Linked DNA regions of Mus musculus: regions 1, 3 and 4 are each linked to region 2. Evidence: chromatin contacts called from public HiCAR-type and promoter capture Hi-C data. All regions are on one chromosome and are shown on one strand. The core of a region is the stretch at or near the end of the contact, and the rest is flanking DNA. Distances in the headings are between cores, read along the strand shown.

Region 1 (6,319 bases), core at 2,856-5,355, 1.5 Mb after region 2:
ATGACCAAACTGATATGATTTTTTAAAAATCCAGATAGTGTGCTGGAGAGATGGCTCAGAGGTCAGTGGCATGGACTGCTCTTCCAGGGCCTATGTTCAGCCCCCAGCACATACACTAGTCACTCACAAAGACCTCCAGCACCAGGGGGTCTGATATCCTTTTCTGGCTTCTGCTGAGCACTTTTACACACACAGACACACAGACACACACACACACACACACACACATACATACATATACATACACACATATACTCACATACGCAAACATAAACATACAGAGAGAGAGAGCACAATAAAATAAAATGAGCCTTTACAAAAAGATTCAGGGAGGATTTCTAGCAACAAGAAAGTTACAGAAAGCAAAAGCTGCCAGGTATGGTGTCTTGTGGTGCCTGTGCACCAACTCTCAAGAGGCAGGAGGGTTGCCCTGATCTTATAAAACGTCTTTGTGAGGCCAGCGTGAGACATCTGGTGTCCTGCTCCATCAGTGTGCACCTTACTTATTTGAGATGGGCTGCCATCGCACCTGGAACCACGCCGTGGCAGCCAGCATGTCCAGCACCCCTCCCCTCCAGTCTCTTCCAGTTCCCACAACACTAGGGGCACAGGCAGACGTTTGACCACACCTAGCTTCTTACATGGGTTCTTGGGATTTGAACTTAGGTCTTCATGCTTGTATAATAAGAGCTCATACATACAGATCCATATCCTCAGCCCAGTTTCTAGGATTTTGATACCAACCTGACCTATCTAGTGAACCCCAGTTCAGCCAGAGCTACAAAGCAAGACACTGTCTCAAAAAAGAAAAAGAGAGATGAAGCAGGTGAACAAGCTTAGTGACCAGACTTAATTATCAATGAAATATACCTGAAATGGTCATTATTAACCAAGAATCTGGGTCTACAAAATATAAAAAGCGTAATGCATTTGGCTTTTAAAATTGAGGTTAAAGATGTTTAAATCAGAGGCTAAAGGAAATAGAAGAAGGCAAGCAGAGACCCAGGCCTGGAATTCCTGCAGTTAGGGCTGGAGACAGGAAGGGTTCATCCTTGGCGACACAATGAGCTAGAGGCAAGCCTTAATTACACGAGACCTTGCATAAGAGATAGGAAGAGAAGGAGTTGGGTGTAAGACGATAATATTGTTATAAATTTCTTATAAATCTAGAACACAGACATAAAGAAAGGTATCAATCAAAATGTCACAAAAGCAAGCTGAAGGGCTGGAGAGCTGGCTCAGTAGTTAAGAGTGGGTATGTGTCACTTGCAGAGGACCCATGTTAGACTAGAATTTACAACTGCCTGAAGTTCCAGCTCTGAGGCATATGACACCCTCTTCTAGGCTCCAAGGGCACATGCATGCACAGAGAGAGAGAGACAGAGACAGAGAGAGACAGAGACAGACAGAGAGAGAGACAGAAAGAGACAGAGAGAGACAGAGACATACAGACAGAGACACAGAGACAGAAAGAGACAGAAAGACAGAGAGACAGAGAGAGACAATGCTCTTAACCACTCCACCATCTCTCCAACTCTTCAAGCTTGTCATATTAAGTACATTCCCACCCTGGATTATTCCTGTCTTAATGTTATTTTAAACAAGTGTGATCACATTAGGCAGAGTTTTTTATTAGATAGGGTTTTTTTTTTTCATCTTGTATTTTTCACTTAATTTCCATGCCATTAACAATGATTTGTAAGCTCCCTGTGATTTCACAGTCCATCAATCAGGTAAGGCGTACGGTTCTTGCCTGCATCCTCGGAGTTGAACGTTACTGGCTGTCTTCAGTTTTTGAGACTGCAGCAGTACTGTCTGGGGTGAACTCAGTAGTGTTTATAAACACTTTTTATCCCAGGGTCTCAGAGTGATTAAGAATGATCTCATTTGCTCTCTAGTCAGTGAGATGAGCCAGTAGCATTTTAATTTTTTTTTCAACCAGGAATATTGATGTCCTGAAGACATCAACCAGTATCCTCTGTGCCCGTTCCTCTCTGCCCTGTCTTCCTTGCTTGATCCTCCCTGCGCAGTCCTCCCTGCCCAGTCCTCCCTGCGCAGTCCTCCCTGCGCAGTCCTCCCTGCGCAGTCCTCCCTGCCCAATCCTCCCTGCCCAGTCCTCCCTGCCCAGTCCTCCCTGCTCAGTCCTCCCTGCCCAGTCCTCCCTGCTCAGTCCTCCCTGCCCAGTCCTCCCTGCCCAGTCCTCCCTGCCCAGTCTTCCCTGCAGAGTTCTCCCTGCAGAGGATGACTTTCCAATCAAATCAGAGCACAGCTGAGGCTCCCATGCCACCTTCTCAGGCTGAGGCAAACTGAGTTGCTAACAGCGTGAACAGTCTAGCTCTAGCTCCATAGCTTGCCTGGGTGTGATCCGGACAGAAACCAGCAGCCTTGCCCTTTAACATCTGAACTGAGCAAGAACTCGAGGTAGCTCAGCCACGCGTCACAATTCACCTAATGAGGATCCCCATGCGTTTGTGACGCTGGGCATGCGCATTCAACTACTACCTCCCTGAAGTTTGTTTCAGCTGAAAGGTTTTTGTCATTGCCTGAATCTTTCTGGGTATTTGCTTTTTTAAAAAAAAATACAAAATTGCTTAGCAACTTTTTGTGAAACAGCAAGTGAGGTTGATAAAAAGCCACCACCAAGTGCAGGGTGGGAGCAATAAGAAGCTATCCACCTCTGCATGTCAGGAAGGGAAGTGAGCATAGGGATGCGTTGGGGGCAGACTGGACTGTCTTCCACCTTGCTTGTGTCATGAGGAGCATCTTCACGTTCACTCGCTGGCTTGGTTGCTATTCTGTCTCCTGCCACGAAGCGACTTGCTGTAATTGCCTGCTCATAAAGGCATTAGCTCATAGCTGGGCGAGCCTCTCTACTTTGTGGTCTGACCCTTCTACCAGCCTGGAACCCACGCCCAACCCATCCAATGCCTCTCCTTCATGCCCTAAACCAAATACCCAGTAGAGTAGTTAAAGCTGGAGGTTAATGAGTACCCAGCTCCCAGTTCTGCTTATATTGCTAAGAGCCACCCAAGTTTTCTATAGTGGGAGAGCTTGGCTTCAAGGTGTCCTCTTCCCAAGAATGTACCAGAACATTTCTAATATCATATTTCAAAAGCCTGGTATGGCTCTCCTCTGCCCATTTCTGACTGTCCTGCTGCCCCAACTCTCACACAGGAGTTCAAGGCCCCACTCCTCTGAACTTCAAAATTCTTCTGCTTTGCATACCCTTGGGGAGAAGGGTCCTAAAATAATCTTTTTCACTTCCCACTTACTCAGTATAGTTGGGTGGTTAATACCAGTAATCTCTACACTTGAGAGGTGGAGGCAGAAAGAGCAGTTCAAAGTCAGCATCAGGTACAGAGCATGTTTGCAGTCAGCCCAGGCTATGTGAGATGCTGTCTTAATAATAATAATAATAATAATAATAATAATAATAATAATAAAGCTAGAATGTACATAATATATGCAGGCCTGTCTAGTTTAGAGAGTTCCAGGAAGGCACCACCGTGCTAGAGCACACAAAGACAAGTATCTCTATTTCAAGATAAGATGAGGGGCAAAGACCCAGAGTCATGCAGCTGCCTCGGTGGGGAGCTGGAACCTGAATCTTGGTCTGGACCATTAAGGCTTCACCAACAAGACCAAAGGCTGGTGTCATTTCTTTGTTCTTTCGTACAAGAGATATATTGCTGAGCACTGCTTTCAGTGCTGGGATCCATAGCCCACACCACCTGTGTCACCTGTGTACCCAGGTAGAGAGTGGTCCACACCTGGAATCCCAGCACTGGAGATCAGGAGGCAGGAGGATCATTCTTAACAATATAGAGAACTTGAGGCCAGCCTGGGCTACATGACAGCCTGTCTCAAAACAGCAACCAAAGGTGGGGGTGGGGTAGAGGTGGGTGGTAGGGGTACCTGGGAGGCATTGCAAGCTGGCCTCCTCAAAGCACCTACCAAACTCAGCTTTCAGCATGCCGCATTGTAGCCACACTGGCCTTGATTAGCAGGAGGCACACTGATGGGAGATTCAGGTGGGGAACTTACCTCCCTTGGCGCCTCCGGCCACCCTGTAGCGTGATTTGGACAGGGATGCTGAAGGGCTGCATGAGGCCAGGAGATGTCTGGATCGGATGCTCCCCGCCTGAGTTGTGCCCTTTTAGAGCGCAGGAGGCTTAAGCATCATCGGAAGTGGAGTCCCAGAGGGAGTTGCCAATTCCCTGCCTAGCCACAGACACCAGGACCCCTGCTGCATCCAGAGCTGGCGGGGTCCTCTAGAAGTTTCCTAGAGAGGTGGGAACTCAGGCAGCCTGGCTGCAAAGCAACGTTCAGGTATAGTTGCTCATGGAGTACCTAGGTGGTTCTGTAGCCAACAACACTCCCCCAGCATTGCCTGGCGCCTGTTCCACCTGACACCTGTGTTTCCTCTGAATTCACCAGGTGCATTGTCATAGAGACCAATAGGACTGTGGAAAGTTCTGAGGCCCCAGGGACTCTGTAATTGGGGACAGACATACCCAATACACAACGTGTAAGAAGAGGAAATGTTCTGTCCCAGACACATTCCCTTCTTTTTTCAAAATATTATGTTTGGGTACAGGCTTAATATAGTAGCCTTTTCTGAATAAAATTGTTCTGAATAAAAGAATAGCTTTACAAACCTGTGAGGTGACTCAGTGGGTAAAAGGTCATCTGGCCAAGCCTGGTGACCTGAGCTCCATGCCCAGACACCAGTGAAGGTGGAAGGTGAAAGAGCCAAGTCTACCAAACTGTCCTTCGAATTCCACACAAGCGCACAAACAGGTCATGCACACACACACCTGGCAATCATAATATTAATTCGTTTAATTTTTAAAATTAGATTTACAGCTGGCACAATAGTTTCCACTCAGAAGGCAAAGGCAAGAGGGTCAGAGCTCAGGGAGGTAGCACTAGGTGCTAAAAAAAAAAGCAGGTCGGCTAAGCCATGGAGGCGAACAAGTAAGCCACACTCCGCCAAGGCCCCTTCCTGTGTCCAGGTCCCTGTCCTGTTTGAGTTCCTGCCCTGGCTTCCCTCGGTGATGAACTGTGGTGTCCAAGTGTATACAGTACAAATAAGCCCTTTCTCCCCAGGTTGTTTTGGGTCATGTTGATTTATCACAGTATATTTGTTAGATTTCTGAAGCAGATTAAAGACACAGGAGGCAGCAAATGTCCAGACTGACCTCAACAGAAAATGGATACTACTTCTTTCAAAACATCGAAGGGTGAACCCTCTCCTGTGGGGAAGAGGTGCTCGCAAGGACGGGAGGAACCTACGGACTTTCTATAGGGAGTGTGGCAGTTGGAGAATAGGACAGAAGTGAGGGGCTACGTGTGAACCTTTCGGTTTGCCCTTTCCTAGTTTTGCCTGCTGCGTCCAGACAGGCTACAGGAGACCAGCTGACCCAGTGAAAGCAGCTTGAGCAGGGCCAGCTGTATAACCTCCTATGAATTCTATTCTTACAACTGAAGAATTCTAACTGTATGCATTTCTTTTCTGCTGCCGTGATAAAGCACCATGACCAAGGCAACTTCTACAAGGAAGTGTTTAACTGGGCTTGCAGCTTCAGAGAGTTAGAGTCCATGATAACACAGTGAAGGAACAATTGAGCACTCGCATCTTGAGCCATATCCACCAGGGAGAGAGAGAGAGAGAGAAAGAGCATATCTCATCATTTGTAATGAATTAATTTGTTCATTTAATGTGTATGACTGTTTTGCCTACATGTTTACAGGCATGAATAGTGCCCGCAGAGGCCAGAAAAGAGAATCAGATCCAGAACTAACTGGCATGTCAGATGGTGTGGCTATGGGTAGTGGGAAGTGAACCTTGGTTCTCTTAAACACAGAGCCATTTCTCCAGCCCCTCTCATACTTTTGTCTCAGGCAGCCTTTTTCTCCGGTCTCCTGTTCTTGCAGCTCCACTCTGCCTTGCTCCTCCTCAGTTATTAACTAGTTTGTAGTCAACCTTCCCATCTTTACCATGGTAGCCATGGCTACCGGTGGTGAGTCTGAAATCACCGATGCTTGTCTTCTGTTGGCCTGCAGAGTAGTGTCGCTTCAAAGATAAAGACATTTCTCTTATTCATCCTTCTCAGCTCCTACAGGATGCATGGAGTTTAGGACACAGGAAAAATGATAATTGGCTCCATGGCTGATTTTCTTTCCCAATTAAAATAGAATCCTAGGGATGGTGTTACATCAGATCACCGAGTGACCTGCGTCCTGCAATCTCACGTGTCTGGTGTCATAGCTAGTAAACTGATGTGTAGAGGAGAGGTGACAAGATGTGACGAGAACG
Region 2 (6,367 bases), core at 1,636-4,135:
ATGTTTGTGGGATTCTCCTTTTCTTTTCTTTTCTTTTCTTTTCTTTTCTTTTCTTTTCTTTTTTTTTTTCCTCTCCAAGACAGGGTTTCTTTGTGTAGCCCAGGCTGTCCTGGAACATGCTCTGTAGACCAGGCTGGCCTCAAACTCAGAGATCTGCCTGCCTCTGCCTCGGCCTCCTGAGATTAAAAGTATGGACCACCATCACCACCACTGAGGTCTTTCTGGAGTTTTGTTTTTGTTTTTATGTTTATTTGTTTAAAAAAGAGAGAAAGGGAACTTAAAGTTGGGTAGGTAGGAAAGTGGGGAGAAGCTAGGAGAGATTATGGGTGGGGAAAGAAAAAACACAACCAAAATATGTTGTATGAAAAAAAGAATTTTCAATAAAAAAAGACAAATTTGAAACCAAAAGATAAAGTAGTGAGAGAATATTAAGAGGGTGGGGCTTGAGCACTATCAGAGTCCTTACTGTGTTCTTGGGTATATGGGGGAAGAGCGGATGTGTGTATGTACCTGTGTGCCCTGCACATAAGCAATTATGGACAGTTCTGACCTACCATGTGCGTGCAGGGAATTGAATCCAGGTCCTCTGCAGGAACAAAGGCACCTAACTACTGAGCCATCTCTCCGCCCCTCAGAGTCATTCTGAGAAGATTCCTAAGGAGTAGCTTCCTTCCTGGTTTAACTGTAGCTGCCGTGCAGTTATTTAAAGTGTCTTAGTACACCTGGCACGGTGGCACATATACATGCAATCCCAGCACTTGAAGAAGGTCACCCTTGGCTACATCATACTAAGTGATAGGCCAGCCTGGGCTACACAACACCCTTGTTTCAAAAAAAATAGATAAAATTAAAAATAAGATCCTAAGGACATGTTAGTGGGACTGAAGAGATGGCTCAAATGGTTAAGAGCACTGTTATTCCAAAGGACCTGGGTTTGATGCCCAGCACCCACACAACCCTCCAAAACCCAGTTCCAGGGGATCAGATGCCCTCTTCTGGCTTCCAAGGGACTGGGCACATACATGGCAATAATGTACACACATATACGCAGCTACCTATACGTAAGAAATTTTAAGTTCATTTTTTTCAATTCTCAGTAGCTTTTCTTAGACGACACCATTGTCCTTACTAACTCTAGTGTCAGAAGTTTAGCTTGATACCGGATTAGCCCACTTAAGTAATAAATAAGAAATAAAGAAATAAAGTAGCAAATATAAGCAACTTCTTACATCTTTACAAAAATCCCCCCCCCACAGAAAATTGCTCTAAAATTTGGGGGTGTGGAATATAATTTATTCAGCTTCCAATGCACAACCAGTAAAGTACACGTTTGTACCAAACTTTCTAATCTTTTCCCTCCAGTATTATGATCTTATGTCATTTATGTTGTAGTACAAATTTTTACCCACTGAGAAATCTATACTTTAATAAAGCCAAGCCTCTAAGGGCTTCCATGCTGTTACAAACTAAAACCACAGTAGCTGTCACCCCAGGCTCAGAAGGCCCCATGAGAATCCACTGGATTCCTCCTTCCTTGTCTGTCTTTTTCTCCTGAGAAATAAAAGTTGAACCGGCTGGCATTCCCACCGTCGACAAGCCTGTAACAAGAACATTTACTTCTCTTTCTTAAAAATCAAAACAAAATAGGGTGTCACTACGTAGCTCAGGCTGGCCTCAATGAGACTCAGGAGTCTCCAGCCACCATAGGCTGTATTAACAGCTCCAATATACAAGGGAGAAAGTAAGGTGAAAGGAAAAACAGATGGGGCTGCTAACTTCTTTTAGTGGGAGCTGAATCACATTTTTAGACGTTCTGCTGTTCATTTCCTTCCAATCAGCAAACCACAGTATCATATGGCACCTGCTCAATACTACACTCAATCAGCAGTAAGGTAAAATCTTGAAACTACTGCGTGTCAAAACACTTTGGCACCGGGACCAATGGCATCCAAGCCACCACCGTAAACCCTGGCCTTTCAAAGTCTTATTCTGCTCAGCTGTGCTCTCAAAGCCCAAAGGCGGGCGAAGAAGACAGTGAGTTCTGACGAACCAAAAATGGTCAGGGAACCTAGACAGTAATTCTAAACATTGGATGTGTGCAACTGGGCAAACCATCGCTTTACATTTCGAGGCCTGGTACAAAAGAACACTTTCGGGGAGCGCACGGGCTTGGCACGGAAATACTTGCCGCGTTCAGCTCTGGCACTCCAGAGGCCTACCCGGGAACCTGAAGTTTCAAGTCGCCAACTGAGCATAGCATCACAGCGCTACCCAAGAATGCGGCCCTCCAGGGAGGGAGGCTCGCCGCCGCAGCCCGAGCCCGGAGGGGGACTGCAAGGAAAGGCCGGGGAGGTGGGGAGCCTCGGCCGTGGGCCGCAGCCGCTGTCCGGACGCCTCCCTGCGCCTCCCCGCGCCCCCGCCGCACGGACGGACGGACGGACGGACAGACAGACGGCTACGGGCCCGCAGGAGCCAGCGCGGAGGCCCGGCGGCGCCTGCCCAGCCGGACACACCTCGGCGGGGACCGCGGCTGGAATGACAGCCCCGGCCGAGCGCCGCAGGGCTCGCGTCCCGGGAGAGCCCGGAGACTAGGGTCCCCCGGGTAGCTGTGCGCTTAGGACCACACAGCCCCGGGACCGCACGGCGCAGCACGCACTCCCGAGGGGAGGCTGGCTGGACCTGCCATCCTCCTCCCACAGTCGGGCTTCTCCACCACGCCGTGGCTCCCGCCTCGCCTCCGCCCTGCACCGCCAGCCTCGGAGCCCCAAGAGCTGCCTCGGGGGAACGTGTCGCAGCCCTCACTCGCCCCCCGGTTACGACATCAGTCACCAGCAAGTCACTCACTCCGCTTCCGCCATCTTCTCTCCTCCATCACTAACACGAAGTGCGCATGCGCCTCCTTTTCCCCCTGCAAGAGCCAAGAGCCGAGGGGCGGGATCTGGGGGGCGGGGGGCGCAGAGGTCACGTGAGGCCAGCGACTGCCAGGCTCCCTCCCACCTCAACTCTCTCTGTGAGGTGGCCTGTGTTTCCCTAAGTGGTCCTTCCCAGACACCCTCTATTTCTATGGCTCAGAATCTTTGTCTTAGCCCGGGGTCTGCGACGAATATAGAAAAAGTTCTGCTTAGCGCTGGAAATGTAGAAGTTGCTAGAATACTTTCAGAAACGTGCATCAAGTCTTAGGTTCAATACCCAGCCCCACATAAACCAGACATGGCTAGGCCCTTAGAAAGTGTTGTTTTGAATAAAAATTCAAAGTCATCCTAGACTATATAATGTAAAACAGAAACCCCATGATCCTGGTTCTATAAGAAAGCAGACTGAACAAGCAGCAGCCCTCCACAGCCTCTGCATCAGCCTCTGCATCAGCTCCTGTTTCCAGGTTCCTGCCCTACTTGAGTTCCTGTTCTGATTTCCTTTGGTGATGAACGGTGCTATAGAAGTGTAAGCCAAATAAACCCTTTCCCTCATGTCCTGCTTTGGGGATGGTGTCCCCATACCTTGCAAGGGTAAGCTTCTGTTTCCTGAACCTAAGATATCCTGAAAACCATGCTTTTTAACCTCTGCTGAATTTGTAACCCCATGATGTATACTCCTTTGCCTTGCTAAACTCCTGAACATCTCTGATGACTCCCCTTCCATATAGTGTCTTACCCTTGTATACCTCACAGCCGGCCTTGAGCCCTGAGTCCCCCCATTCTTCTGTCCTGGTGCTAACAGCCAACGCTCTCAACAGCTGTAATCTATCAACCCTAATCCTTGCCCCACAACAGAGACCTCAAAAGCCAGTGAGGGGCTGCTTTCTGAAACCTGAACTTGGATGAGGCAGCCTTTAGCCAGTCTAAGTATAGCTTGCTTAATCAGACAGTTGTGGAAATGTTTTTCCCCACCTCGGGTCTAACAGAAATTTTAAGGCTAGCCTGGGATATGTAAGACTGTGTTTAAAAAAAAGAAAGAAAGAAAGAAAGAAAGAAGAAAAATTAACTACAACTATAAAACATTAAAAATATGTATCCAAAATAGTCTGAAAAGTGGATTTTGTAGACATACATACACAGTGTGACTTTGCTTCATAGATCCAAGAAATAAGCAAATCTCTGTTGCTCTTGACTGAGAAAGAAGCATAGTGATCGTAAACAGTGTCTCCTATTTCCTGAGATGAAGTGCACTAATCTCAGTGTCTCAGGGTTCCATTGCTGTGATGAAACACCATCCCCAAAGCAGGTCATGGGAGAACGAGTTTATTTGGCTTACACTTCTATATCACCGTTCATCACCAAAGGAAGTCAGAACAGAAACTGAAGCAGGGCAGGAGCTGATGCAGAGGTCATGGAGGGCTGCTGCTTACTGGCTTGTTCAGTCTACTTTCTTATAGAACCAGGATCACCAGCCACAATAGGTGGGGCCTGCCCACATTGATCACTAAGAAAATGCCCTACAGGCTTGCCTACACACTGATATTATTAAGATAGTTTCTCAGTTGGGGCTCCCTCCTCGCCAATGACTTTAGCCTTGTGTCAAGTTGGCATAAAATTAGACAGTACAACTGACCCCTTAGCAGTTTGACACAGAGACACATCACTGTTAAGCCACAAATTTTCCTTTCTTTCCCATCCCTGAGATCACACATAAAGACATCACAATATAAAACATTTTACAAACTTAGAAAGTCCCATAGGCTTTAAAAATTCAAACACTTACAAATCCAGGCTCTGTAAAATATCCAGTCTCTTTTAAAATCCAAAGTCTTTTAAAAACCTAATGTCTCTCAACTGTGGGTGCCTATAAAATCAGAAATACGTTTAAAACCTCCTTACTTCAAGAAGGAAGACCCAGAGCACAATCAAATCAAACCCAAACCAAACTCCAACTGTATAAATAGCACAGTATTTGATGTCTCAGACTCACTCACAATCTCCTGTGCTCCTCCTAAGAGCTTGGATCAAGTCTCTGACTCCACCTTCAGCAGCAACACAACCTGTCTTCCGGTATCCAGCTGACTCCGTGGTTGCTGTTGTTCTTGCTAATCATCTCATGGTACTGGCATCTCCAAAATGCTGGTGTCTTCTACCACAACTGGGCTGCACTTTCAACCAACAGCCTATCTGAGGCTCTCTTCTTGGTGCCAAGCCTCTACTTTCCTCGTGACCCCTTCAGACCTGAGCCTTCAACTGCTGCTGAGGTTGCACCTTCACCAATGGCCTCTCCTGGACTTTCCCAGTGCCATGACCCCTTCATGCTACAAAACCAGTACCACCTAGGTGAACCCTACTTTACCAAGTTCAGCTGTTCACATGAGGTGCAACCTTTGTGACCTCTCTGTGTGAGAGAGAGAAAGGGGACTTCCTAGAGTGGCTTACAGGCTGTGGTCCAACAATGCTGTCTACAACAGAGGCTCCAAGAATCCAGTAGTTGTTCAGTCCACAAGGCTGGATGTCTCAGCTGATCACCAGTATACACTGGCATCCCAAAGACGTCACCTCTAATGCCAGTGAAGGAATGGCCTGGCCAACCAAGACTGAGGACAAAGCAGGCAGAGAGCGTCCTTTTTCCACGTCCTTTACATAGACTTCCAGCAGAGCTTGTGACCCAGATTGAAAGTGGATCTTCCCCCTTCAAAGTTTCAAATTAAAAGTGGGTCTTCCAACTTCAAATGGGATTAATTAAGAAAAAAAAATCCCTCAAAGGTGTACCCAGCCACTGGGTTTTAGTTAATTCCAGATGTGGTTAAGCTGACAACCAAGAATAGCCATCACTCAATAACTGAGAAACGCAGCACTACTCACTATAAGCCCGTCTTAAAGCGCGATGTGGTTGAATGGGAACTATATTTAACCTCAGAAGGGAGAATATCATTTCCTGTATGGGCTTAAAATGTCCCTTTTCATCCTTTTTTCAAATCTGATAGCAATTTAAAAAAATTATTTTGTATCTGTCTCAGGTCTACTAAAACTATCCTTAAGGAAAGCTTTATATACTAGTTAAGGTGAATGAAGAACTGTATATTTGAGTGAATGCAGCATAAAATGTCATTCTACGCATTAGAATAAAAGTGTATGGACTTACCTTCTCTTACTTGAAAGGAAGGTGCTATCACCAAACTCAAATACTATAGAAACAAAAATGTTTCTATAGCCTGCTACCTCTCACACACTCTTCGGAATGACCAGCCTGTTGGTCACGTGCTCCTCGGTCTTATCTTCCTCTGTATACATGTGGGTGGTAGTATACAGTAGACACTGTTAGCTGTTTCTCCTCAGGTGATGAATAATGACAGCACAGAGCAGGAGATCGGCTGCAAGGGCACTTGGGTGTCATGTGATCTGCTGCAAGGGCATTTAGATGTCATGTGATCCATGGATCCATGCTC
Region 3 (5,631 bases), core at 1,499-3,998, 1.6 Mb after region 2:
ATCCAGTTGACAAGCAAGATCAGCCTTTCTCAATGAAGATCAAAATTAGGTGGTAAAGCTTAAAGAGCTTAGATGCTCAGCTGTTACAAGAGCATACTGCTCTTGAAGAAGAAACAAGTGCCTCGCAAAGACCCTTAATGACCCTACCTTCAGAGGGATCTGAAGCCACTGCCTCTTCAGGCACTGGCACTAAGGTGCCCAGAAACACGAGTAATTTAAAATGACTTTAATAAAAACTAGGCAGTGGTGACCACATACCTTTAATCCCAGAACTCTGAAAGCAGGCAGAAGCAGACAGATTTCTGTGGTTTCCAGACCAGCTTGGTCTATAGATGGAGTTCCAGGATAGCTAAAACTACACAGAGAAACCCTGTCTCAAAACGAAACAAACAAAGAGAGAGAGAGAGAGAGAGAGAGAGAGAGAGAGAGAGAGAGAGAGAGAGAGAGAAGAGAAAAAAAAAGAAAGAAAAAAATGAAAGACAGACAGAAAGACATAGGACAGTAACTGAGGTAGAACACCACATTGAGAAAAGTGTGTTTTCAGTAGATACACCACCATATTTACACAACAACGTAAGGGAGCCACAGAACCAGACACAGAAGCTTCAGGGTAAGGGGGTGGTAGTACAGGAAGCAGCTGTGAGAACATCTGGCTTAACACATAAAGGATATCAAAGAATTCCCACGTTATAAAGCAGGTTGTTGTTGGGAGACAGGGGCTTCCTTGTAGCCCAGGTTAGAACCCCTTTCAACAACACCCTCCTGCCTCATCTGCTGGAGCTGAAACTCCACAACACCTGGAGTTGCTTGCTACCCTGCTTCCATCCTCCCAAAGTGGTGGTAGTTGTTTCTCTGGAGCCCATGTCAAAATAGGGGTATTAGTTTGTAGGAGCCACCACCAGTTTAATGCCAATAGAGTAACTGTACCTCAGGAAAAGGGTCACTGACCCCAGGGATGCCAGGAACAGAATGGCTGATGGGTGGCTATACAGAGTAACACCAGTAAATGGCACCAATCACAGCAGAGAAACCAGCACAGGTTTCTGACATGTCAAGGAAATTTTATGTGTACATCAGTGATGGCTGAGGGTCCTTCCCAGGACCTAGGACTAACTGAATGTGTTCTGCAGGAAAAGCATGCACTCTGCGGACAGAGGGATCTTGTCCTGACTCCAACTTGAGTTAACAGTTACAAGGCCACAGTGAGTCATTTAACATCGCCTTGCCTGTGGAAGGTATAATGTGTCCTTTGAGGAGTGACCCAGAGATGACAGAACAGAATAGCTCACTGCCCCTGATGAGAGGACAGAGCTTCAGTAAACAATTCCTTTAATAAATCTGATTAAACTAGCCAGCAAGGCAAAGAAAGGAATAGCCAAACCACCAAACTTAAATAACACACCTGAAAGAAATCAGAGAATTCACTCACTCTCCGACAATATTTGGTGATGGGGAAAAAAAAAAAAAAAAAAAAAAAAGCCCAACTTAGATACCACTCTTAGTTTTGAAATTGTCCCAGGATCTATTTCAGGATCTATTTTTAAGGAGTAAAAACACACGCTGAAATGTTTATTCATAAAAGACCAGCAACTCAGAACTGCTTCCTGTGTATTGCTCATAGGCTTAAGGCATGCAGTTAAGCAAACCACAGCACGAAGAATCAGCGTCATGGTCTAATAACGTGTAGACAAGAGGTCTGGCAATATTTATTAAATGATATTTTTAAAGTTTCTATTTCGGTTTCAAATTCACCAGCAAACCCAAATGCAAAAGCAAAAGACTCCTTAAGTGCTCTTAATCAAAATATTAAAATATACAGTAAACTTTCAGAATCAGCAATGAATGCTGGCAAAGACCAGATATACAGTTTGGTCAGACCCCTGTAAAAGACAACCTCTCTCCCTCTCACATTAGCATGCCAGCCATCACATCCTGATAAGCTGAAATATATAAAAGGTCACCACCGTCCGAGTTCGCGATATTGAAAGGGACTAATAATTACAATTCTGTCTTAAGGCAACTCCCTAGTAGGGCGCGGGTCTACAGCAGGTTATAATACTCACCTTTTTTTGGGGGGGGGGTGGATGGGAAAGGAGTAGAGAAAACAAAATCACCCACCACTGTCAGCCTTCTCTCAACTTTGAAAACGCAGAAAGAGATGCGGGGAGAAGACGAGAAAAAATAACCGCTTTCTCTAGTTCTAAACTTGCAAATATCCAAAATCCGTTATCACCCACCTTAAAAATAACCAAGCTTTGGGGACATAGTATCAGTCCAAAAACAACAACCTGAGGCTCCAGCAGCCCGTGGAGAACTTGGTGGAGATGGCGGGAGGCTGTGTGTGTGTGTGTGTGTGTGTGTGTGTGTGTGTGTGTGTGTGTGTGTGTGTGTTGGGGGGGGGGGCATTCTCTGCAGCTACCGTCCTCTAGACTCCCGGGTGGACGCACCCTCCGGCCGTCCCGGGCCTCGCAGAGCGCAGGGGAGCCCGCGTCCACACGGAGCCCCGCGCCCGGCCGCCCGCGTCCACACGGAGCCCAGCGCCCGCCACCCGCGTCCACACGGAGCCCTGACGCCCGCCGCCTGCGCTCGCCACCTACCTGGAGCCCGGCCGCCACCACCGCGCTACTGCTGGGCGCCCGGCTGCGGGTCGCGAACCGCTAGCTGGCTCCACCACACAAGACGGCGACCACACCCAGAGCCCTGCACGCCGGACGGGGCGGGGACCCGGGCGCGGCGCGCTGGGCGGGGGCGGGGGCGGGGGCGCGCGAGGCCGGGGAGAGGGTCTGGGAACGCGCCGAGAGAGCGGCGCGCGTGGCTCGGGTCGGGGCTGGCGGGAGCGAGCGCGGTCGGGGCGGGGGGCGCTTGCAGGGGCTCGGGGAACCCAGAACGCGCTTGGCCTGGGTGGAGGCTGATTGGCGCATGCAGGGCCAGGGTGCGTGTGTGTTGGGGAGGGGGCTGGCGGGGGCGCGCGCGTGGCCTGGGCCAGGGTGCAGGGGGTGGGCGCTGGCAAGGCGTGCAGCTTCTGCGGCTTTGGGAAGCGGAAAGCGCATCCCCTGCAGTTTCGATTTATCAGTGTGCCCCTGGACGCGCCGTCTAAGCTGAGTGCCTGACTTCTTCACGCCTGGGCCTGGCCTAGGCTGCTCTGCTCTGGCGGGCTGCAGGGTTGAGCCAGGAGAGCCACAGATGCAGTCTGCAATTACTGGGCTCTAAAATCTGAAGTCAATCCAGCCAAGCAGCCGTCGGTGGATGCCCGAGGTTCACTGGGAACACGAAGCTAGTGATACTGCCCTCCTCCCCACCCCCAACACCAGAACGTGCTGTAAACATTCCTGAACAAACCTATGCTCGCACAGAGCCTGCCCTCTTGACTGTCAGCTCTCGGAAGTTACTCTGTGGTCACTGATGACTGGAAGGCCTTCTCCCAGCACCCTGCCAGGTCTCTGCTCTTTAAACACTAGTGCACCTCAGTGCATCTCAAGCGACTTTGTTCGCATTTCTCCGGCGTTTTATACTGAACATGTTATAAACTAAATGTCTCCCTCCAATTTGTTTCTTCTGCAGGGGCATTGCTCCTCTCCCCACCCCCATCTTTCTTCGGAGTTAATTCCACTTTGACAGACGGTTGCTATAGCATTCTCTTTCTGACGTCAAACAATTTAAAGAAACAGAGCTGGGTAAAAGAGGCTTGCAGAGCTGTAGAAGGGTTTAAAGAATATCAGGAGAGCTTGGCACCCCCGCGGCCTTCCATTCTTCCTTATCAGCTGCTCCATATCAACCTGGAATAAAAGCCACTCATACCTACCGGCAAGGAGGCCAAACAGCAGTCTGAATGTGACTGGGGAGAAGATCTGCTCTGTGTAAAAGCCACCCCACCACAGATGTGAAAACACCAAGATACCAGGATGATGAAGTGGTTTCTCCCCAAAGTTTTGCTTTCCCTAATTAAATACTAGAAGAAAATGAAGAAGTACCAGACTTACACGTCAAAGAGTCAGGATGGTAGGTTGCAGCCGGAGTGGTCTAATTTTTGATGGCATCTTTCAGTAATAAGTCCTAAACTAGAAGGTTGGAGACAAGGGGAAGCCGGTACTTAGGGAGGACATGCATTTCTAAGGCTCCCTGCCTCAGCCTGCCTCTGTCATTTATCCCCATTTCACAGACTAGCAAACTGAGGCCCACTAGGATTCTGCTTGTTTCATGAAGTCACATAACATGGCACCTGACTAGACCAACTCAGATACTTATTTTCCTTTGTTGTGATTTCCTCCCTCATAATCCTGTGCACAAGCATGTCCCATATGGCAGGATTCTGAGAAATACTCTACTGTCAACTGTATATTGAAAGACAAGCACCTGGGGAAACTTAGTGGAAAGCCCTGGGGTACTGAATCTATTCTGGAGATGATCGGGGAAGCAGACATCCATAGCTCCAAAACATGAACTGCAGAGCCCGAAAAGATTGATGGTCTTTGATGATCTGTGAAAATTTGATGCGGACAGAAATCCTGGCTGAATAGTCCAAATACTTAAAAGAAGTAAAAAGTATTCATCACCCAAAAAAACCCACTTCATATTATATCATATTGTATTTGTTTTGTTGCCTGTCTCTTAGTTTTCTAAAAAGAACCCCTACTTTTAAAGAACAAGCCTGTGTACTGTGTGTTGGAAAGCAGAGTCAGTGAGATTTTCATTGCTCAGAGCAGCATCCCAAGAGTAACAAAGTGTGTGGATGGACTCTCACAGCTCCTGGTGTTTCCAAGAATAAGGAGATCTGTGGAGGATGGGGGTAAAGAAAAGAGAGGAGAGAGGGGAAGGGAGGAGGGAGGAAGGGAGGGAGGGAGGGAGAGAGAGAGAGAGAGAGAGAGAGAGAGAGAGAGAGAGAGAGAGAGAGGACTGGGAATTTGGTGGAGAGAAACTCGCCAAGGAGATACACAGGAACACACAGAGACACATGTACACACAAGTATACACACATACACGTACACATACGCACCACACTCACACACATACGCACTCTCACACACACAGAGCTCATCGTTGACGGTTCTGGCTGTGTGGAGGATCGCCCCTCAGGACTGTGCATGACGATCCACGGCTGCATCTAGGCCACTAACTCACTGAGTCCATGCTCTCAAAGTCTGCTTTATTAACGGAACATAAGGGGCGCCTCAGAGAGGGAGTGCCAGGGTGCAGGTGTCTTCTGCCCTCGTCTTCAGGATGGTGTTCGCCAGGAGGGCTTGCTGCTACTCCAAGGACAAAGACAGGAAGACACACTTGCTTGTTTTGTTTTCAGTCCTGACCTGCTCAGAACTTCTCAGAGTCATGCTCAGAAAAAAGGAATTGGCTTCATAGGGGTTCAGTGACAGTTCCTTATAGAGAGATCTGTGTCCCTTTTGGTCCAGTTCAGAGACTTTCTGCCCTTGATCCTGATTGTGTCATTTGAATTCTCTTCCCAGTGAGCCCTCGAATTTACAGTGCCACAGGCTTGTAATCTCTGCCTTCAGATCATACTCTAGAGACACTCGATTTTTTTTGTTGTTGTTGTTACTTTGCCAAGTGTGCTACAAATGATAGAACCAGCGAAGTGGAGAGTTTTCAATACTGACCCCTTCAGAGATGAATGGTTTCCAA
Region 4 (6,580 bases), core at 2,914-5,413, 1.4 Mb after region 2:
ATTAAGGGCACTGGGAGACTAGAAACCTGAATTCACAAGGCTTGAGAACACACCAAGCCCTTAAGTCCACTGTTTTCTGTATATACAGGAGGGGGGTATTTGGGGGCCGGGGAGAAACATCCTTTGACTTGATTCCCAGAGGGAAAAAACTCAAAGCACATGAATATCACTTTTATAAAATGTAACTCCATACCCAGAATCTTTCAATGGTATCTGAGATAAAAATGAGGTGAAATTCTCTCTGGGCTATCATGTAAAAGGGGGGGGGTTTGGGGGGGGAGGGTATGTATCTTCAGACACATACAGAGAGACACACAGACGCATACCCTGCAGAGAACAGATGAGACAGTTAAACAATCACAGAACCAAGTGGCCAGCAGTATATTTAAGTCTAACGAAGAATTATATTTTGCAGCAAAATGAGCAACCAAATGGCTAACAAGATACACCCTAAGTCGCCTTAAACTGACCAGCTCTGTAGATGGCCGCAGGAGGGGTTCCTGGTGTGAGGAGTTGCGAATGGAGATCAAGTCTGAGGCTAACACTGCTCTGTCTTCTGTTTCTGAAGGGGAAATACTTAGCCACATAGCTCTACCGTTCCAGAAGCCAGCAATCACAAAATTAACCTTTAATTATGGGTCTCGACTACTCTAAAGCAGCAATGGAGAGAGAAGAGGCAGCTGAGCATTTCCTCCCTCTCCATCTGCCCGGAGAATTCTCAGGTGACTGAGTAATGAAATATGTATTTGTTATAGTGCAAAATCCTGCTTGCCCTAAGCCTTCTGCAGACGCACGCTTGCTTCCCTAAGGAGCACGGGCATGCTGGTCTTACACATGTGAAGGAAAAAGGACAAAGGACACACAGTGAACACAAGTTCACATATAACACTCCATCAGTCTGTCTAGACATACACTATGGCTTTTTATTTAAAAAATAAGAATCCCATTATAATCATTAGACACCAAAGTCATCTGTGTTTTCAAAGTCTCTTCAAGGAGGCCAAGGAGAAGATGCAATGGTGGCGTTTTGCTATTAGAAATGACACTGAGACTTGATCAGCTTTTAAAAGAAGGAAGGGAGGGAGGGAGGGAGGGAGGGGCAGAGAGAGAGAGAGAGAGAGAGAGAGAGAGAGAGAGAGAGAAAGAAAGAAAGAAAGAAAGAAAGAAAGAAAGAAAGAAAGAAAGAAAGAGAGAGAGAGAGAGAAAGAAAGAAAGAAAGAAAGAAAAAGGCAGGGGTATTTTCCAGGCATGCCCATTACCTGTCAGGGCATTGTCAGGATACAATCGTCAAAAGCCACAAAATGACTATCCCATGAGGTCACATAATCATCAGTGAAAATAGAATTCCAAATTGAAATCTCAAACACATCCTCGAATCATCTGAAAATATATTTTCTAAAAGAATATCCATCTTCAACTCATTAGACAGTCAAATCTGGGTCTCCAAAACTGCCAGCAAGCGAGGCCATGAGGATGGGGTGAGCGAGTGGAGAAGCTGATCCAAGCAGGGAAAGAGACGGACGAGAATTACATGTGTATGGTTCACAACTGGAGATGAAGTCACATGTTCAGAAGAACACAGTATTCTGGACGTATATGAATTCAAGGAAACCTATGTGTTAATTACGGAGGGGGGGGCGGGAGGAGGGATATGCCACAGGGAACCAGGAGCTGCTGGGAGACCCAGGCACACACCCTAACAGCACATCTTGTAGACACCACACTGTGGTGGTAATGGTTCCCAGGAGCATCAGAAAACGGGAATCTCTGTTTACCTGTTTTCTCTATAATTGGAAGTAAGAACTCAAGTCAATTCCTCTAATGTGCGTAAACCTAAAACCGCAAAAGTAGATGCCATTTTTAAATAATCGTAGCTCTAGTCAGGCTACTGCTGCTTAACCAGAACTTGGCCAAGATAAGAAGTTACACCCGATGGGGCAGAAAGCTCACTGTGAGTTGTTTGACACAGTTGGCCCAAAAGAGCATCCTGGTGACCAAAGAAACGCACCTCCCTCCCCGACCCCGACCTGACGGCTCTGGCACCGCTGCAGGTTACTCGCACTAAGCAGAGAAATGAGGAATGTACGCATGGAGGACCACAAAGCAAGGCAGGTCGACAGAAGGCAAACAGGCAGGACAGGCTTCTCTGTGAGGACGGCCATCACTGAACGTAGCCCAGGTTCTCCATCTCGCTCCTGTACCGCTGCTCGGACACCTTGCTTTTGTGCTGCTTGCTCTCTAGATGCTGCCGGAACTCCACCTCTTCGCCAGCCCCAACGTTACACATGGAGCAGTAAAACTGGCCACTTGGAGTCACGCACATGGCGAGATCTCGCGGGATCCTCTGCCGGGAGCGGGCATTGAAGTAAGGGCCTGCTGACGCAAGAGACAGAAGTGAGGTAGTCAAGGTAGAAGGCGGCTTCTCCGGCACCCACAAAAAAGCGTTGTGGCTTGGCATTGAAACCACAGTGCAGAAGGCAGAGACAGGAGGGTCCTGGGGACAGAGTAGCCAGCTAGCCTAGTCAATGCGTGAGCTGTAGGTTCAGTGAGAGACACTGTCTTGAAATATAAGGTGAGGAGCAAGAGAAAGCTACCCCAAAATTAAACCTCTAGTCTTTACACGCTCAACACACACACACACACACACATACACACGCAGATCCTTAGAATGTCCATTTAGAAAAAAACACTCCACCAGTCCTCACGTAATTGATAATTCTAAATTCTAAATCAGACTCTAACTGAAGAGTTTAAATGAAGGAGAGGTGAATGGATTTTCTTTTAAATTACATGTACATAGAAGTTCAACCTACACACATAAAATGATTTCCCAACAAGTGCCAGGGCAGACTACAGAGCTAAGCCTGTACTCAAGTTCTAAATGCTCGTGACTCTTAAAAATAAATGTTTAAAGACTGTAGCCAAGCATGGTGGCTTGTGCCTATAATTCAGCACTTGGGAGCCTAAGGCAAAGGATTGTGACAAATTTGAAGCCGGTGTGAGGGACAGAATAAAGCCCATGGCTCCAGCCCAGTCTCTGTATTTGGATTACTCAGAGAGCCTAATCTGTGCCATCCCCATCCTAAATGTATTTATTTTCCTTGACATTAACACAGCTAGGGGGACGTTCCTTCATCTCAGCTGGCTTTTTAAATCCAGCCTGACCATCTTTGTCCTTTGGTTAACTTTGGTCATAACTAATAATACACTGAGATAATATTCATCAGACAAAAGGTTTCTCTGACTTTCTGTATTTTGTTATTTAGCTGTCTCTTGTTATTCGGCGAACTCTGTTTTTGCTTTCCTGCTCATATAAACAGCCTCTGCGGGCACACATAGCATTGGAGGCTGTGGTAGCCAGGACTAGAGTAAGCAGAGAACACTTCCATAAACACACGGCTCTCTGCTGAATGCACACATCACAAGAATTCCCTAGATAACTCTCACTCATTACCTGTATAAAGACCACACTGAACATGGTGTGACTTAAAATCAGGAAGCATGAGTGGGCATGCGTGCTTGAACGTGTCCAGTTTCTTCCTTAAAAACTCTCTACTTTATATTTTGAGACTCTCAAGAGCCTGAGGCTTGATGATTCAGCTAGGCTGTTAGGCCAGTGAGCTCCAAGGACCTCCCATCTCCACCTGAGATAAGCGGTGTGAATTGCTGTGCCTGGCTTTTTCCACTTGACATTGGAATCAAACTCAGGTCTTCAGGCTTGTATACCTGCACCATCTTCCCAGCCCCTGAGAGGCCCATTTTCTAATGGGCTTTACATATTTCATCTGATAACTATTTTTTTAAAAAGGACTTATAAGAGACTCTAAAACACTAAAACCAAAATAGTATACTGAATAGGATATAAAGAATACCAGAAATAAACAGCAGCCTGAACAGCTAGAAGAGCAACTCAGGAAAGCACCCACTACCTAATTCCCGGGGCCACCTACTGCTATCTTTTACAGACGCCAGACTCGTGTATGCTTTGTACACCCAGGAAACACAGGCTACCTGAATTGCTCTGGACTGGATACATATTCCTCCTGGTGGCCACCATCTTAAATTCACTCCCTTCTTTCCGAGTCCGCCGTTGCCCTGCCTCTGCGGAGTCCCTGGTGAAAGGAATTTGAAATGAGTGAGCCAGTCGAACAAGGCTCCCTTTCAGCTTCTCCTCTGCCACAGTCTCTCTCACATAACAGTCTGTCCTCAGAGGCAATGGCAATACCTACGAGAATGAGTGACTCTGAGCTTCGGCCAGACGGAGTCTCTTGGCATGGTTCTTCCCCTGGTAGTGCGCCTGTGCCACGGCAGGGGAGCTGAAGGAGGCATCGCACAGCTTACAGTAGTCATTCTCTGTAGCCAGGATCACCCTGCCCCCTGGCTTGCAGGAGCCCACCTGCCAGCAAAGACACAGAAGAACAGTTACACCTCCCCTCTCCTCCACGATCCTTCAGAGCCTTGAGACCTAACCATAGCCTAGGGCATGGCCACAGACACTGAATTTTATTAGAAAGTAAATCCCCGCAAAGAGAGACTGGGAGACCCTTTGTCCCACTTTGGATTACAATTTCCTATGAACCAAAGCACTAACTAGTATCCGTTGAGAAAATGGGTTTAAAGTGTGGACATTTAGGGTAGGAAACAAGTGAATAGGTAAAGCTAAAATCTTCTTGCCAAGGAAGGCTACTCAAAATCCACCAATAAGCAATGAGCACCTACTGTGTATTGAGCAACCTACCTTACTGAGCACCACTGTGTACTGAGCAGCCCACCTAGCCTCAAAGCCACTAAGTTTTGAAAGTTCCAGTCCCACAACCTCTCCAAACCACCTGTGCATACATAACCAGGGACTACACCTCACTAAACCAGGAAAACAATCACAAGATACTAAACTGCACTGGACTAGCAAAAGCTACAAAGTAAACTCTGGATAGAAGAAAGGTTAAGATTTGTGGAAACCATACCTTATCTAGAACAAATGGGGGGGGGTGGGGGACTAGCATTTCCTGACCTAGAAGAGAAGATTCTCCAGAGACAGCATGGTATCTTCATATTTCAGAGTTTGTGCTAAACAAAATAGTCTGTGCTATTGTCCCAAGAGGAAAGGGATGGCCACCCGACTCTCTACAGCATCCCTAAGAAACTCGTAATGTAAAAACCACTCGGCTGGAAGACTTCTGCTGCCACTTCTAATATATCTCTTTCTCCCATAAATCTGTGGAGACTCAGCAGGGGTACCTATTTGAAGGAGGAAAACACTCCAGAAGGTAACGTTATACCTTGGTGGTTGGGAACATCAGGCAGGCATGAAACAAAATTTTGCTTTGCAACATTTTTAAAGATGCAACCCAGAGAAAGTTACTTAGCTTTCCCAGGCTTCTAATAAAGACCCCACAAGGCTCATGCTGCCAGTCCGTGGACAAAGCTTTGAATAATAAGGCCAACACTTCCAAGTAATAGCAAATACTAAATGAGGCCAGGGTCCAAGACTAGGATGAGGCCAATTATAAAATCTATTAAATCTAGTGTGTGGGGTTTAAGACAGTATCAAAGCAATCAAGATAAATAATATTTTAATGGAATTTTTTCGATTTATTTTACTTTATACATGTCTACATGTACGTATGTATGCACGACATGTGGACCTGGGACCCTCAGGAATCAGAACTAAGTCCCCTAGAACTGGAGGTACAGATGATTGTGAGCCACCTTGTGGCTGCTGGGAAAAAAGCCCAGGTCTCACGAGAGCAGTAATTGAGCTTAACCACTGAGCCATTTCTCCAGTCCTTAAATGTTTTGTTGTTGCTGTTATTGCTGTTGTTGTTATTGCTGTTGTTGTTGTTGTTGTCGTTGTTGTTTTTCAGAGCAAAATGTAGACATTACATAGCCATTTAACCTAAATCTGGAGGCACAGAACAATGGACCTAACAATACTGTTCCATCATCCCACACATCACTGCCAAGTCCAATGGGAGATCCCAAGGCTCAAAACTTTTGGCAGACACAGCTACAGTCGTTAGGAAGACCAAGAAGCTTTCAGGGTGTGGCCCAGCCTGACCCTGACAGACGTGGGCACAGGCCACTGTACTCATGACCACGTGTATATGACAGCCTCTTGGTACTGCACTGCCTCACCTGCGGAGGGACAGGAACGAGGGGTGTGGCTACAGGCTCTGCCACCACGCTGCTCACCCTGGCTGGAGGAGGACAGCTGTTAGCTGCGTAATAATTTCGTAGTTTCTTGCCATGGTTTTTACCCTAGAGGTAAACACAAAGCAGACAATCACAAAGAGGACACTTTGTCAGATGGTGATCGTCGACGCACCCACCCAGCAGCACACAGGACAACAGACCACTGGCCAGTTCTGGCGCCATCTGAAAGAACAGGAGTCCGTGCTTGCTCTGTGTCTTGTTGCTGTGGTCAACGGCATGACCAAAAGCAACTTGGTAGGGGGAAAGGTTTAGTTTAGCTTACACTTCCAGGTCACTAAGTCGGAGCACAAACTTATGCAGGGCCAGACAGAACTCAAGCAGGGGCAGTGGATGAGCACTGCGTCCCAGCTCACCCACTGGCTCACAC

What was found. Promoter capture Hi-C pulls out the DNA fragments that hold promoters and counts their contacts. HiCAR-type assays count read pairs that join an accessible place to other places.
Region 1: a contact with region 2 is called in a promoter capture Hi-C map of pre-B cells. The contact joins the promoter of Kcnmb3 here to the promoter of Phc3 in region 2. A contact is called at or near these places in 2 of 39 promoter capture datasets (neural stem cells and pre-B cells) and 1 of 9 other capture datasets (liver).
Region 3: a promoter capture Hi-C map of pre-B cells shows a contact between it and region 2, with 5 times the contacts expected there. The contact joins the promoter of Gnb4 here to the promoter of Phc3 in region 2. A contact is called at or near these places in 3 of 39 promoter capture datasets (hippocampal neurons, liver and pre-B cells).
Region 4: a HiCAR-type map of astrocytes shows a contact between it and region 2, with 3 times the contacts expected there. The contact joins the enhancer-like site here to the promoter of Phc3 in region 2. A contact is called at or near these places in 5 of 39 promoter capture datasets (embryonic stem cells, hippocampal neurons, liver and 1 more) and 3 of 115 datasets of contacts at active chromatin or transcription factors (astrocytes, embryonic stem cells and large pre-B cells).

Annotation. Positions count from the first base shown.
Region 1 is chr3:32,487,864-32,494,182 of GRCm38.p6, forward strand. It overlaps Kcnmb3 (potassium large conductance calcium-activated channel, subfamily M, beta member 3), which reads right to left and starts at 4,106. Exons shown (of 4, transcript NM_001195074.1): 1 at 4,045-4,106. The coding sequence starts at 4,106.
Region 2 is chr3:30,966,530-30,972,896 of GRCm38.p6, forward strand. It overlaps Phc3 (polyhomeotic 3), which reads right to left and starts at 2,886. Exons shown (of 15, transcript NM_001165954.1): 1 at 2,845-2,886. The coding sequence starts at 2,858.
Region 3 is chr3:32,613,842-32,619,472 of GRCm38.p6, forward strand. Gnb4 (guanine nucleotide binding protein (G protein), beta 4) reads right to left here and starts at 2,749. Exons shown (of 10, transcript NM_013531.5): 1 at 2,598-2,749. Gm52622 (a long non-coding RNA gene) reads left to right here and starts at 2,770. Exons shown (of 2, transcript XR_003954599.1): 1 at 2,770-3,436; 2 at 3,562-4,643.
Region 4 is chr3:32,339,323-32,345,902 of GRCm38.p6, forward strand. It overlaps Zmat3 (zinc finger matrin type 3), which reads right to left. Exons shown (of 6, transcript NM_009517.2): 3 at 6,136-6,258; 4 at 4,230-4,396; 5 at 4,012-4,112; 6 at 1-2,373. The coding sequence ends at 2,162. Among named protein-coding and RNA genes, the nearest start is that of Gm42201, 16 kb to the left of the region's middle. Within about 2 kb of position 4,164, at least 35 of the 459 cell types and tissues checked have an H3K27ac peak or open chromatin away from gene starts, as enhancers often do. A contact at or near this core is called in astrocytes, where this site is marked.